Linked DNA regions of Sus scrofa: region 1 is linked to region 2. The links are chromatin contacts, called in public HiChIP or PLAC-seq maps. All regions are on one chromosome and are shown on one strand. The core of a region is the stretch at or near the end of the contact, and the rest is flanking DNA. Distances in the headings are between cores, read along the strand shown. Region 1 holds the start of RPS12 (ribosomal protein S12). Region 2 holds the start of SLC2A12 (solute carrier family 2, facilitated glucose transporter member 12).

Region 1 (4,200 bases), core at 941-3,440, 1.1 Mb after region 2:
TTACTTTTAAGATATTCTCAACATTTAGATTCAATACAGGGTTAAGCATGGTCACCCAGCACAATTTCCTCCCCCGACAAAAAAGACTTACCTTCACCACCACACAACTGCAACCAACCACTTTACGGGGTTTTCCCTCTCTGTCAATTTTACAGAGGCCTACCCATTCCCCTAGTTTCTTGTTGTCGTCGACCTATTGAGGGAAACAACAATTAAAAAAAAAAAAAAATCACCACTAGTAGACATGAATGCTATTGACGGACACATCAAATGAAAGGCAGCTGTAGTCAGATAGGGTGACATGGCAGTTTCCTCATAGAAGTTCAGTAGAGGGAGCCAGTTGTCATCATGTACAGCAGCACCAAGACCTCCTACCTAGTTTTTTCTATGGCAACATCAAAATTAGCATTTAATTCTGTGGGAATAAAATGCTTCTAAAACTACCTTTAACATATCTAACAATTGTCAAGTTTGTGAAGTTTTTCACACCTGCAGAAAGCAAAGAGCTCTTTGCAGAATTTGCTCTGCTATGAGTCATTAGCTATCATTATCTGGAAACACGACCCTAACTGGCCCAATTTTCATTAACCTAGAGAATTTAAACAGTCAAGACAGCAAGTTAGATGGCTAACTTACCTTAATTAGGTTGATCTGGTGCTCAGCACAAAGGGCCTCCACCAACTTGACATACATTGGCTCATCACAGTTGGATGCAAGCACACAAAGATGGGCTTGGCGCCTGAAATGCAAAACCCAACAGAAACCAAGTCAGGTCTAAATCCACTACCGCACTTTTACAAGAGTTCTTTGCACTAGCCACAGTGACTAACAGAAGAAGCACGCTGAGAACACAACTTCAAGCTGATGTAGCTGCCACAAAACATTCACTTCCTCCACTGAAACATTTCTGATTCAGTAATTAATAATATAAAGTTTGTATGTAAAAACTAACTTACTCATTAGTTACCCATTACTAACCCAGACAGTAACACTGCTCAGTATTGTCAAGGTACAAATAGTGCAGGAAATCCATACCAGGTATTTCCAACAAGGAATGCTATTTCCACTGGACTCAACTGGCCAGTGTACTACAATTAACAGAACAGAAACTCACACATCTTAGTACCCTTAAAGATCATTTAAATTCACCTCAATTAAATAGTTGCTTTGCCAATGTAACCACTCCAAAAACCTAACCAATTTATAAATGTCCCACACTCACAATGACCTCTACAGCTAAAACACTTATTGAGTTCACCTAAAAATCCAGGTACTTCTGCCATGTTAATAGTTCAAAATCTACATGTATTAATGAAGGTTCTTATGGATTCCCTAGTTAACAGTGCATTAATAGCCCCACAACCTACAGGTTTGTCAGACTATTAGATTTCACTCATGGAAAGAGTGAAGGGGTATCCGACAATTTAAGTCATCACTCAAACGCTGTAGTTCCATTTTAAGAAGCAAGGGCGCACCCCCACTCCAAACCTACACCCTTTTAAGTGGGCCGTTAAAAGATCTAAGTTTATACCTTTTCCTAGGTTTCCTGTAGAACGGATGCCATTCACAACTTTTGTGCTAACAGCATGAACTTCACGCTCTCTTCCCTTGGCTGCAGTTTTGTTCCAGATCCAACACCCCACAGTATTGAGACTGATACACGTACTTGTCTAAGGCTTTGGCAGCTTCGCGAATTCCACGTGCTAGGCCATCATGGATGAGGGCGGTCTTCAGCACCTCTTGTAGAGCAGTATTAACGTCCATTACACCTCCAGCAGCAATGCTAACACGGAAGAGTTAAAAAAAAGAAAAAAAATCAAAAAACCTCCGCACACCATCTAATGCTTTGGACAAAACAGTCGTTGGCGAGATTAGATCATAGCCGCGTAGAGCGCCACAGCAAACCCAGAACCCACGCTGCGGGCTCGCGGCCCGCGCCTCGCCCGTTTCGCCACCCCAACCCTGAGCTCACCCTTCCTCGGCCATGGCGGTGGGTTACGGGTGGAACCGAATCTTGAGCACACTGCAATAGGAAAAAAAAAAGAAAAGAAAATCCTGGTTAACAAACTGGGTTTAGACCTAAACACTTATCGCCAATCTCATCTGAAAAACACTGAGCCACACTCCGCAAACACCACTCTCGCCTTGCTCTACTCACCCCGAGCCTCCGCCTCCGCGCGACTCGGCGGCGGCAGGGAAAGAGAATGTAGGCTCCCGCATGACGGTATTTAAGGGTTTCCCAGGACCCCTATGCGCATGTGCACTCCCTCCCAGGGAAGAGCTGGCTTTAGCAGTGCCGGGCCTCGAGAATTTCTGTTTCCGGATTGAAGCGGTTCTGTGGCAGGGGTCCTACTAGTCTTCTGACTCTGCTCGGCCGGTCTTAGGCCCACGCAGCAGGCACTAACGCGGGCAGCTTCCCAAAGTTTTTCCACGCCGAGGGTGGGGCCTACGGAGGCCCAGAGAGCTCGTCCTACGGTGCGCGAGAAGGGCCAAGCCCTCCTGCCAATGTGGTCTTGCAAGGCCCCGAGTCCTGGAGCAATCGCAGCCCCAGTTTTAACGCTTAAGACACCGTGGTTGTAATTTCGACTCCACTAATGGGCCTTCCCTGAGCAGCACACTCTCTCACTTCGCTCTTTAAGTCACTCTGAATGCTGGTGAATTTATCATTCTTTGGGTGATCTGCGCGCGCCCGTGCGTTTTCATAAAACGAAAGTCAACACGTTTTCGTTACTTCTAAGCAAATCGAAAATTCCACTTTCCCGCCGGCTGTTAACTGGAACGTCTGGCCAGCCAGGTATTTGGTAATGGTTTTCTAACGCAGTTGGTTCTAAACGAAGTTTGGGGTTTGAAAATAAAAATAAAAAACACTAAATTGTCCCCTGAATTCGTATTCCCGCCCAAATCGGGATTCAGCAGGTGCATTTGAAACACCTACAATGTAGCAGACGTAGAGACAGGGTCTGGGAATATAGAGATGAAATCGTGGTCTTTGAGAAATCTGGCATTCATTTCGCCTTTCCGGACTGGCGAAATTAGGAGTGGAATCCAGTTTTAACTCTGACTTTTCGGGAAGCAACATTTTGAATGTTACATTGGTGGGCCATTCCCCACCAACGCAAATATCTGAAATACAGCCAAATGTAATTGGCACAGTCCTTTTTCTCCTGTTTAAACTTATTCTCCTGACAAGTGCCAAACTAGTTAGCAATTATTAGGCATTTGATAGGTGCCAGCACTATGCATACAGTGAACAGAGACAGGTAACTTGAGTACTGTGAAGATAACAAAAATAAGTCACATAATAAGAGTGTGAGGGAGAGTTAGCCAGAATAATGATATACTGGAATTTTAATAAGTTGATACAGTTCATTTTTAGCTTTCAAGTGTTCATTTTTAAGTGTTGAACCAGCTTCTTTCCATCCATAAGTCATCCTAAAAAAATAGTTCACTTTGCTTATTCATTTAATTATTGAGCGTTTTTTTTTTTTTTTTTGCTTTAAAAAAAAGCCCTGCAGAGTTTATAACGATGAAAATACTTATTCTTGCTGCTCTAATGTTTGTGGTCAAATTAAATACTTCTTGGCAGATGCAATTTTTCCCAGTATAGTACTAACCAAGCTGACTGGGTTTCTGTCTTCTAGCAGCTCATAGTAACCTATTCTGTAGACTCAGGTATGGGCCTTAATATTTTCCCTTAATACATGCCTTTTCTATCAATTTGAAACCTCCCTTCCTAGAACTGGAGCTACAGTTTAGTTTTGATGTCTTAGTTATAGAAGTGGTTCTAATACCAGAGATGAGGTCAAAGGGCACACACTGGTGATTCAAGGATTATCTAACGTAGATTCTAGTTCCCTATTTTAAGGTCGCATCCTCTTGATTTTAGATATTGCCCGAGTTGAAAGACAACTAAATAGAGCCTAGTAGCTAGAGTCACTCTCTGACCAGCAGATTATAATACTTTGAAAACGTACACAAATGTGTATCTAAAATACATATGAGCAGTTCCTCACCATGATGAACCCAACTAGTATCCCTGAGGACTCAAGTTCCATCCATGGCCTTGCTCAGTGGGTATTAACTAGATCCTTTAGGATCTAGTGTTGCCATGAGCTGTAGTGTAGGTCACAGACACAGCTTGGATTCTGGGAACCTCCATATGCTGCGTGTGTGGCCCTAAAAAGCCAAAAAAAAAAAAAA
Region 2 (3,705 bases), core at 769-3,268:
GAGGTGCGGATTTTGAGCCAAAAGAAGCCAAGAGAATACAGAGAGCCCGAGAGAAATGAGTGTGTCTCAGGGATAAAACTGTTGCTCCTACAATGATAACACATTCTGAGAACAAAGAAAAACCAAAGCATCATTGTAGCCCACATGCTTTAGTGGGAACAAGCTGATCTGTAGGATTTCATTCACCTTGTATGTAATCAGAAAGGGGCTGGGCGATGCTTAAAGAACGTCCATTTCCCAGAGCTCCTGTTGTGGCTCAGCAGAAACAAACCCAACTAGAATCCATGAGGACTCGCTCAGTTGGTTAAGGATCCAGCGTTGCCGTGAGCTGTGATGTAGGTCACAGACGAGGCTTGAATCTGGCATTGCTGTGGCTGTAGTGTAAGCGGGCGGCTGCAGCTCACCTTCCACCCCTAGCCTGGAAACTTCCATTATGTCAAAAAAAAGAGAGAGAGAGAACTTCTATTTTCCAGCACAAGCTGTAAACATGTGGCAGGTGCATCATAAATACTAGTTGAAATGTTCAGGTTTGTTTCCGTTTGCTATTTTATTATCTGAGGGATAAGAAAGGTACAGAAACATCTAATGATGAGCAAAGGAAATGTACAAATGATGAGTTAACTGAGAGCCGTGTTAGGATCCAGCACGAAATGCAGGAAGTGAGTTCTGCCTGGTTCACCTTCTGCCCATACTAGCACAAGCTCGTTTCTCTGTCCAGAGGAATGACTAGAACGCAAAGCTGTATCTCATGGCATCTTCTTTAGGTCAAGAACGGGTGGCAGGGAAGGAAACAGAGAAAATCAGAGAAGGACAAGGCTGGGAGAGTTAGGCTATGGGAGAATTACTGCATTAGACCACGTGGCTTCGTGGTCTCAGCTCCCTGCCTGACTAGTTGTGATGTTAGAGATAAGTCACTTAGCCTCTATTTTCTGCTCTGTAACATGGGTACCTGCCTCACAAGTTGTCGTTTTGTTTTGTTTTAGGTTTTTTTTTCAAAAGAATCATTTGAGTTAATGCCCTTAGCATAATTTCTGGCACATAATTAGTGCTCCATAAATTTTGGTTTTCACTCTTTAAGCTTTTCTAAAAGGATCCCAATTTCTCTTCTTTTTTCAATAAATATGATTTGCTAAATATATAACTGAAGGTAAAATGTCATAACGCTATAAGGACTTTTCTATAAATATAGTCACAAATCAGGGGGGAAGATATATTCTTCTTCTCCAGCCCTGATTTTGTTTCCGATTGGATGACGATGGGATGATGCCACACCCACACAAAGACCCATTTAGTCTGGTCTCTCTGAGTTGGACATACCCTCCTCCTCCTACTAGAAGGCTATCACACAAGCAACAGAAGACTCTGGGATAGTTCCTCCCTTAAAGACAACTATGCATAAATAAACTGGATTACTTTGCTGTAACAGCAGGCTACAAAAAAGTCCCAACAATCTGTACATTCTGAGTTTCCATACTCTCCGTCTCAGGCCTTGATTTGTTTGACAGGTCTTGGAGAGAGAGAGTGAAGGAGGCATTCACCTAGGGCAAAATCAGGTTGAAACAAAGATACTGTTTCGTGCTTTGTTGAAGCTGTGAAGTGTCAGACGTGCCACGACTCTCTGGGCATAACACTCTTGGCTGAAAATTTGACACACTCTCCCTTCTGGAATGTCTTTGCAGAAACTGTTCCTGCCTCTGCAAGATTAACTAACACCATCTGGGAGTCTCCTGGGCCCTCGCACTGAGCCTGCCGTTTGCATCTGCCTGTTTCTTTTCTCTGCCTCTTTTCAAAGGTGCAGGAATACAAGAGCTAACTACCCCCCAGCTAGTGGCCAAACGCTGTCAGTTCCCAAGCCTGGAAACCCTCGGCTTCCAACTCTGCATCTGAAGGCAAAAACAATCCTCTGAGGTTCGGCCCTCCCACTGCCTGTGATAGGCTGCTTGGAATAGCAACAGCCTGTGTCACCGAAAAGGGCAAAGCTTTCGGAAATAGAAACAAAGTTGGTCACAAATCACATTGGCTTTGCCCGAAGTTTTTTTTTTTTTTTTTTTTTTTTTTTTTTTTTTTTCCTTTCACCTTTCTTTAGCATGCGACCATGGGGAAAGTGACTGCTTCTGTCAGTGGGGGAAGTCGGGGTGGTTTGGTGCCGAGGGAACGGCTGTAACTTCTACGTGACCATGGTACCTGTTGAAAACGCAGAGGGCCCCAGTCTGCTGAAACCGAAGGGGCGAGCAGCCGAGACTGATGGCAGCGACAGAGCCAGCGGCGGCCGGCATCCTCCCTGGGCGAGAGGTAAAGCGAGGCAGCCAGGCGCGGGGAACCGCGAGAGGAGCCAGCTGGATGCGTGTCTCACTGTGTGTGTGTGTGTGTGTGTATGCGTGCGTGTGCGTGTGTGTGTACACGTGAGCTTGCTAGGTGCCTGCAGAAGAGGGGACAGGATCTGGTGGGAGGAATGACAAGGAGCTCTAACGTGAAGATTGAAGTCTCGCTACTCATCAGCCGGGTCTCATCCTCCGTTTTGACCACATGATGTATAAATCTTTTTCATTTGGGGAAATTGTTTGGCAAGAGAATTACACGTGCAAACGCACCCATGTACACATACACACACTTTTCCAGTTATTGTCCCAAACAGATAATCCATAACAACTGGGCTTTACAACCACCATTTTTAAAAAAACATTTTAAGGAGGCTTCATAAAATTATTAGTTACATAATCATCAAACACAACTTTCTTTTTAAGTTCCCAGCATCTGTTTGTAATGAATGTGAGCATTATTTACACCCTAAAATCTCTGCTTCCTTGTGCCTGCTTTCTTTAAAACTGGACTTTCGGATTGAGGTTTATGTCATACTCTTCCTTCCAGAGGTGAAATTTGGAAAAGTTTTAATTCATTTGTTCTCTTTGTTAAATCCACTGCCTTTCTTGGCTTCCACATTTACAATTTTCACAGACACCTGGCACACTTTTAGTCGCCTCTCCCTAGTCGGTTCGTTTGTAATCAAAGCAATAGAAACTCATCATAACACGAAATGAAATCAAACACAAATAAGGTCTCCTTCCCACTGCTTCCCTCCGCTCTGCTCCCTGTAATCAGTAATACTGTCCCAGGCCATATATTGGAATTTCATGAATGGTCCAAAACACTAAACGATACAAAAGGGATTTACCTTTCACCTTGGGAAGGATCTGTATATTTATGTTTGCATCGTGGGTTTGTCTGATCTTGGAATTGACTCCACGACCCCTGTCAGAGAGGCACGAGCTGCCCCCCCCCCCACTCAGCCTGCCTCCGCTTCCGACCTTCTAATCAAGAATCAATATCTAGGGTCACCTTTCTGTGGGCCCAGGCCTCTCTTCTTTGCCTTTCTCTCTAAGTGCGATCTTTGGTTCCTAAGTCTAAGAGCAGACAAAGGCAACTGGCACTGGAGGTAAAGAGAAAGAGCGGCCAAGTTCTTCTCTCTGAATTCCGACAAGATTGAGTTGTAGGGCGAGCTGAGATGGTGATATCAACAAATGGGTTAGGGAGTTCCTGTTGTGGCTCAGTGGGTTAAAAATCCAACTATATCCCTGAGGATGCAGCCTCGCTCAGAGGGTTAAGGATCTGGTGTTGCCATAAGCAGTGGCATAGTTTGCAGAGGCAGCTCAGATCTGGCGTCGCGGTGGCTGTGGTGTAGGCCAATGGATGCAGCTCCGAATCAAC

Evidence for each region. HiChIP or PLAC-seq counts read pairs in DNA pulled down with a chosen protein or histone mark.
Region 1: a contact with region 2 is called in an H3K27ac HiChIP or PLAC-seq map of alveolar macrophages. The contact joins the promoter of RPS12 here to the promoter of SLC2A12 in region 2. A contact is called at or near these places in 2 of 2 datasets of contacts at active chromatin or transcription factors (alveolar macrophages and skeletal muscle).

Annotation. Positions count from the first base shown.
Region 1 is chr1:30,921,202-30,925,401 of Sscrofa11.1, forward strand. RPS12 (ribosomal protein S12) reads right to left here and starts at 2,191. Exons shown (of 6, transcript NM_214363.1): 1 at 2,159-2,191; 2 at 1,973-2,023; 3 at 1,667-1,783; 4 at 637-739; 5 at 92-193. The coding sequence starts at 1,986. It overlaps SLC18B1 (MFS-type transporter SLC18B1), which reads left to right and starts at 2,516. Exons shown (of 15, transcript XM_013988257.2): 1 at 2,516-2,794.
Region 2 is chr1:29,833,983-29,837,687 of Sscrofa11.1, forward strand. SLC2A12 (solute carrier family 2, facilitated glucose transporter member 12) reads left to right here and starts at 2,019. Exons shown (of 5, transcript XM_003121191.6): 1 at 2,019-2,292. The coding sequence starts at 2,178.